Regions from separate parts of the Mus musculus genome. Here region 1 is linked to region 2. Evidence: chromatin contacts called from public HiChIP or PLAC-seq data. All regions are on one chromosome and are shown on one strand. The core of a region is the stretch at or near the end of the contact, and the rest is flanking DNA. Distances in the headings are between cores, read along the strand shown.

Region 1 (3,546 bases), core at 98-2,597, 500 kb after region 2:
AGGACCCATGGCCATCCTCTGGTGAGCTGGAGGCAGTACAATCAGACAGGCAGGCAGGCACGCACGCAGGCAGGCTTTAAGTTGCTTGTCCCCTACTGGGGACGGGAGTTTGAGTCTCTTCACTTCTCTAAGCCTCGGTTTCGCCTGCAAAATGAGGCTGTTCATGGATTTTCCCGAAGTGAAGATGGAAAGCTGGTGCTGCCTCTCATGGCTGTCAACAGGGAGTGGGGACCGTGGAATGCAGAGCAGGTGGGCCTGGAACCAGGATCGTCTGGGCTCCAGGAGGCAAGCAGGCCTGGAGTTGAAGGCACTAAATTGAGATTTCTGGGTGGAAGGGAGGTGGAGGTGAGCAGGAGAGTATTACCTGAACCCAAGGGCTGGGGCTTCCAGGAGCATGGACGGAAGATTGGTCCCTCCAGAGTTCTGGAGCCTGGCTCTAGTGCTCAAATTTTGCTGCACTTCTTGGTCAGCTGTGTAACCTGGAACAGATGGTGGACCCCGTTGTGCCTCTCCTGCCCCGGCTGTAGAGTGGCAATCATGATAGCACCTGTTCCAAATGCATATCTTATGAAAGATGGGTGTAGCATCTCACATACTGCCTGTACGTGTGTTCATATGTATTTTGGGGTGTGTGTGTGTTGTGTGTGTGTGTGCAAGCTCAGATAAAAACAAACAAAATAACAAAGGAATCCCTTACCAAGGTCAGCAGCCAGAAGGAGGTGGGATCTGAACCCAGGCCATAACTCTATATACACCCTTGGCCTGGGTTTCACCCCCATCCTTGAGTTCTGTCTTGAACCCCAATATTTTCAACTAAGACACTGCCCTTTTTTAAAGCAGCCTTTCTCCCCTTGGCCCCCTACGCCCTCTACTCCCTGCTTCCAGAGTTCTTACTCCCTTCTGGTGTACTGTGGAATAGCTTGTTTATTTCTTCCATGGCTTATGTACTCCCTGCTCAGCTTCTGACTCTTCTGGTGTGGGGTTTCGTGGCTCCTGTGATGTGCCTGCTCCTCTGCGGTGTGACCCAGAAGTAAATGGTGTCACTTTTGCTCTGGGAGGAACCACAGATCCTGACATGTCCTGGTTCTGGCTAGTACCGGCCAGAGAGTCCTATATAAGGAGGCCAGCTGCTAGCTACTCAAGTCACCCTGCGCCTTTTCAGACTCTTCAGCCAGCCAAGAGTATTCTGTTCAGCTTTGACTTTTTCAAGTTTGTTTTACAAAACAAGCCAGATTTTTTAAAATGTTTAATATAAATGTTATTTTATAAATGTAACATCACATATGTCTTTCAGGAAACCTCTTCATTTTTTGGCTTGCAGTTGCATCATGGGCCAGTAGAGGGCGATCTCACCATGAAAACGCCAGTGGAGGGGCATGGCTGTTCATGCTTAGGAAACACCACTAAATGTACATTTGTGGTGAAAAACAGAAATTTTAGGCACAGACTTTCTTTAGTACAGGCCTCCAGTCATTTCAGAATTAGCTTCCAGTGCCCTGCCTACCACTGCTTTATCCTAAATCCCAAGGCTTTCTCATGGTGAAGCCAGGGTTTGTTGTAGAGTAGGTAGCATGCCATAATTTAATCAGCATCAGGGTTTTTTCCCTAGATGGTAACTTAAAATAACAGTGTATCTTAGATTTGGTGAAATGTGCTTTTGTTTTTTGTGTTTCTTTTGACTAGATGTAAGCTCTGTTAGATCTTTTCATTGGCTAGTTTTTTGAGAGAAGGTCTCACCATGTAGCCCAGGCTGGCCTTGAACTTGTGGTGATCCTCCTGCCTCAGTCTCCTGATCCTGAGACTATAGGTGTATACCATTGTGTTTATCTTTTTGGTTCTTATTCACTGTTGTCTTCTCCCTCTTAAAACCGTGCCTGGCAAACTCAATCAATATTATCAGTGAGGTGGTGCTGACTCCTGGAAAGCGCCCCACTCTCCCCGTCTTCTTGCTTTCCTCTCTCCACGATCTTTTCGTGACTCCATCATGCTCCCTCTGTGCTCCTTCTCGTCCTCTGACAGAGCCCTGAGCTGGGCATGTAGTAGGTAGCATTTGGGCGACAGAGTCTTCCTCCCACTGCTGAGCTCCTGGTCTAACCAGGGAGGTGCAGTGGCAAGTCACTGAGCTGCAGGCCCGGGTGATTCCCTGTGCAGATCTGTGCCGACCGGTGCAGGTAAGGCGAGGGTAGCACTGGAGGAGATGGGCTGACCCTGTGCATCCTGCAGGGCTACATGCAGCCACTGAAGCAGCCGGAGAACTCCTTGCTGTGCGACCCGTCTCTGGTGGACGAGATCTTCGACCAGATCCCCGAGCTCCTGGAGCACCATGAGCAGTTCCTGGAGCAGGTGCGGCACTGCGTGCAAACGTGGCACGCCCAGCAGAAGGTGGGAGCCCTGCTCGTCCAGTCGGTGAGTGTCCCTGCCTCGGAGGCTGCAGCCGTAGACCTTGACTGGAACCGGGACAGGGGAGCTGGCACTGCTGCTGACCTGGACCTCATGCTCAGATGGGTGTGACATTGATGCTCGCCGCGGTCTGGCTCCTTTTTTAATAACTGTGGTTCATACTGTCCGGCGCTTTTTGCATGCTGGGCATTATCCTGCATAGTATATATCCTAGGGCCCTGGCCTCTCATGTCACCTGCCACGCTCCTCCTCCTAGGAGCCACAGCATCCCGTGAGCCCCTCACAGTCCTTCCGTGGTAGCTCCGAATTCCAGAAGAGCCACAAAAGCAAAGTTTAAAACAAAAACAGAACAGAACAAAACAAAAAACAAAACAAACAAACAAAGCTGAGTGGTGGTGATACGTGTCTTTAATTCCAGCACTCTGGAGGCAGAGGCAGATGCATCTTTGTGAGTTCAAGGCCAGCCTGGTCTATAGGAGTTCTAAGACAGCAAGGGCTACACAGAGAAACTCTGTCTCAAGCAAACAAAACATTTCATTTTATTAAACTCCTGCAAACATAATGTACTGTTTCTTCCTAAATTGGCATTTATTTATATAAGTTTAATTATACTCAAAAAACTTTTAATTTACATTTTTTAATTCCCAAGAATTCTTAACGATGACTGATAAATCATAGCCAAACTCAAATTAAGTGTTACCTTAGAGCCATGTAGTTACAAAAGCAAAACTGTAGAGAATCCTTCCAGAAAATTCCATGCCAAAAAGAAGAAATGTTCCACATAGCAAATTTAAAAAGTCCTCTCCCCTTTGGGCCGTAAGCTTGTTTAAATGTGCTCCTTATGACGCAGAGTGGGGTCTTAACCTATGTACGTAGGCCTTAGTTTGTCCTTGCTCCTTGGAAACTGGTGCCACCAGGTAGGATTAAGTGCTGTTGCCTTCACTCTCTGTCTGGACCTGGCTGCTGTCTGTGGGCTGACAGGGAGCTCCACAAGGCAGGCCCTCCCTCATCGGCTCAGGTTCAGCCCTGCCATGTCCAGAGACAGGAACATTTGGCACCTTAGAGAATCAGGGACTCCAAGATCTGTATCTTAGCCTGTCCTTGGTGCAGCTGAAACTGGAACCCAGTTGTCCTCTCTTGTGGAAA
Region 2 (3,520 bases), core at 177-2,676:
TCCCCTGCGGCCGTGCAAACCACCACCTGCGCACTGTCAGCTCTCAGATAATCGAATGCCCAGCCTGCAGTCAGCAGATGGCACATGCTGGGCCCTTAGGGCTTGAGTCAATAGATGACTGCACCTTGGGCCCCATGGTTTTCCATTCCCATGCTCCTCAGCCATGTTACCATGGAGGCTTTCATATGTGTGACTTTCAGACCATCTGGAAGGTTCAGTGCTTCCACTCCCATTCCTGGATGGGAGTCTCCAATCCCAGCTTCTGCCCATAAGCCAGAGTCTGGCCCACAGCGCTGAGTATGTCCCTGGGTCCCTTGTCTTATATCCCCTCTGGACAAAACACTGGCTCTTCTCTCAGCATGAAGAGCCCTGGTGGGCCTGGCCTCCTGCATGGTTCTGATGTGACAGGGACATCAGATTCCAACAGCCTGGGCTCTGATCTGAGCTCACTTACTTGCCAGATAGCCCTGAATAAAATGCATTTTCCCTCTTTGTGTGTCCCCATCCCTGTGGAGAGAGTATAACCATGAATTGAGGACCTAAGGTTCTCCCAAGAGAACAGCCAATAATGCTGACACACCGTTAGATATAAGGGCTGTAGGATCTGCCCAGCAGACTGCCTGCTGCCCAACGGCCAACCTGCTGCACACATACCCACCTGCACAGCGCTTGCAGATGACAACGCAGAGGTTGATGGAGGCCCAGTCAGGCTGGGCGGCCCCACAGTCGGCACAGAACCTGTTGGGGGCTGCGGCCCAGATGCGCTCAGCCACCTCTGAGGTAGATAGGGCCTCTGCGATGGCTCCCTGCATGGCCTCCAGCCACTGTTCCTTCTCTAACTCTGAATCAGCCGAGAAGCTAGGGACACATAAGTAGAACCGGTGGGAAAGGGTTTGGAGGGATTTGAGGGTCGGGAGGAGGTGTCATCCTAAGACTGTTGGGAAACAACCAACAAAGGGAGCAAGAAAACTAGAGAGAAAACAGACTGGCAGAGGAGATGATGAGAGACAGGCAGGGACAGGCCTGAGAGGCAGAGCAGGCACAGGGCACCCTTAGGACAGTGGGGCACCAGTCAAGGGTATATACAGACGGAAGAGAGAGAGTATAAAGGTGTGTGCCATCTCCACCCTCAACCTCCTTACTCCATCCCGGAAAGAAGTCCATTAGTGAGCACCCAGTGTAGCAGCACATGCCTTTAACAGCACTCAGCAGCAGAGGCAGAAAGACTCTTCAAGTGGGAAGCTCCATCTAGACAGCAAATGCAGAATTGTCTTCCTTCCTACAAAACTCCCCTGGCTCTTTGTCTGCTGCTGTCACCACCAACTGCAAGTCACATGGGAGTGACCAAGAGGTAACGGCCATGAGTAAGAGAGGGGCTGAAGATGGCCTCCACCAGGACAGCCAGGAGAGGAACTCGAAAGCTGCCAGGGCCTCAGATAAGCAACAAGCACGCTCACCCCGCTGCAGTAAACCCGTGGTCCCAAGCGGTGGAAGCCCTTTCTGCTGAACCTCTATCAGCCTCCTTCAAGTTGGTGACAATGACAGTAATCAGGAAGCACAGTGGCTTCTGCAGCTGACAGAAAGGGAAACCCTAAAGTGTCTGGCTGCAGCATTTGTGGTCACTAAGGACTATGGCAAAGAACTATAGGGCCAAAGTCATAGGATATTTCGAATGGGAGGATGGACAAACACCCACTTAGCTCTTGAGATCAAAGGTCACTACCCTGATATAAGTATGGATAGAGTGAAGGCCCTGAGACTGGCAACCAGAGTACTGAGACGGAGACCAGAGGGCCTGAATGGCGACAGACACAGAGAAGAAACAGACAAGGCAGAGTGCAAAGGAGGTAAACTGTGTCAAGCCACATGAGGCAGAGAAGGGCCATGGGGAGATGTTCAAGGGACAACAGGCCCACGTGCTTTGAGCACAAGCAAGTTCTGCTGGAGAACCCACAGCTCGGAGTCGGGGATGGCAGGGTGGCACTGCAGACGTTCCCTGGGTCCCAGGCCATGGAGGGTTGCAGGTGCTGGTGGGACACCTCATAAACAGCGTGGTGGGCAAAGAGAACAGAGCTGGCCAGAACAGATGGAGAGGGATGAAGACGTCTGGCAGACTAAGGCAGGTGGGTGAGCAATGGAAGGGAGAAAAAAATACCAAGAGGATTGACTGCCCATGAGCTGAAGGTGGAGCAGGGGCTCACCTGAAGATGCGGTAGGGGGTAGTGAGGTCAAAGCTGCGCCGATCCACTTCCTTGACATTGCCCACATTCATGTCGATAAAGGTGATACCAATGCCCAGATGGAATTCCTGATGGGTGGGTGGGAAGGGAGGAAGGCAAAGGCTGACAACAGGGCTTCAGGTGCAGGACAAGGGATAGGGAAGTCGTCCCTAGGGAGTGGAAAGAGCCTAAGAAGGAGGAAGGGCGGGAATCTGAGCCAGGACAGCAGTCTGGACTAGAGCAACGGGGATGACAGTAGGGGAGGCATAGGAGTGAGTGAAACAGGACGTGGGGGGGGGGTGCTGTTCAGGGACAGGATGGAGATGAGGCACAGGCAGGCAGGAGAGAAGAGGGGAGATGCTGTCCCAGTGCAGAAAAGGCTGGAAGGGAAAGTACTGGACTTAGATCCTAAGCAGGACCAGGGAGAGACCAGGTGGACAGGAGCAGGGCAGGTAAGAGGACGGATGAGTACGGGACAGGGAGACCTCAGTGGCCTGGTAGAGCCCTTCATACCTCCAGATTCTTATAGAGCTGTACTTTGTCCCCAGTCACAGCCACGTAAAGCTTATTCTTGAAGCCTCGTAGCTCCAGGCTGCCAGCACGGTCAGGCTGCTCGGAGCCTCGGACTCCCAACACAGAAGCACTAGAAAGCCGAAAACGGGCTCGATGCTCAACTACTGCCTGCTGCAGGGCCTGCATCCACTCGTTCCGCTCCACTGCAAAAGGGTGAAGGTAACACATGAACTCAGCCCCTGGCGCCTCCTGGCTCTAGGGGGCTCAGAGGTCACCTCTGCTAGGAATCCTACTGGTGTGGTCTGTCCCATCGCTAGACTTCTCTGTCTTGGACAACCTAGGCTACAATGCCACAATGCTTACAATGCCACCTACTGTGGCCTACACTGGGCAAGTCACCCCAACTGTTGGAAACTGTATCCCTTGTGCACACTGATGTGTGCCTCTGTGGCACTGTGGAGTATCTGGAAAGGAGCACTGGCTATGCTCAATGGTCAGTATCTCCTTCCTTCTCCTCCCAGACCCCATACAGGGACGATGCCTCCCTGGGACACTGTTCCCTTCCTACTCTTCCAACTTACAGGTCCTTCTCCCCTACACACACACACATACACACACACACACTCACTCACACACACTTATACATACTTACATACTCACATATACTTTCACACACATACACTTACACACACTCATACACTCACACACATACATTTACATACTCATACACTCACACTCATATACTCACACACTCATACACTCATATGTATACACTCATATACACACTT

What was found. HiChIP or PLAC-seq counts read pairs in DNA pulled down with a chosen protein or histone mark.
Region 1: an H3K4me3 HiChIP or PLAC-seq map of bone marrow-derived macrophages shows a contact between it and region 2, with 4 times the contacts expected there. The contact joins two enhancer-like sites. A contact is called at or near these places in 2 of 39 promoter capture datasets (embryonic stem cells and liver), 1 of 484 Hi-C or Micro-C datasets (nephron progenitors), 7 of 115 datasets of contacts at active chromatin or transcription factors (SST interneurons, acute myeloid leukemia, bone marrow-derived dendritic cells and 4 more) and 1 of 9 other capture datasets (embryonic stem cells).

Annotation. Positions count from the first base shown.
Region 1 is chr7:100,884,537-100,888,082 of GRCm38.p6, reverse strand. It overlaps Arhgef17 (Rho guanine nucleotide exchange factor (GEF) 17), which reads left to right. Exons shown (of 21, transcript NM_001081116.1): 3 at 2,224-2,406. Among named protein-coding and RNA genes, the nearest start is that of Mir3102, 3.9 kb to the right of the region's middle. Within about 2 kb of position 1,347, at least 2 of the 459 cell types and tissues checked have an H3K27ac peak or open chromatin away from gene starts, as enhancers often do. A contact at or near this core is called in bone marrow-derived macrophages, where this site is marked.
Region 2 is chr7:101,387,402-101,390,921 of GRCm38.p6, reverse strand. It overlaps Arap1 (ArfGAP with RhoGAP domain, ankyrin repeat and PH domain 1), which reads right to left. Exons shown (of 34, transcript NM_001040111.1): 10 at 2,733-2,935; 11 at 2,202-2,308; 12 at 659-858. Among named protein-coding and RNA genes, the nearest start is that of Gm35219, 34 kb to the right of the region's middle. Within about 2 kb of position 1,426, at least 12 of the 459 cell types and tissues checked have an H3K27ac peak or open chromatin away from gene starts, as enhancers often do. A contact at or near this core is called in bone marrow-derived macrophages, where this site is marked.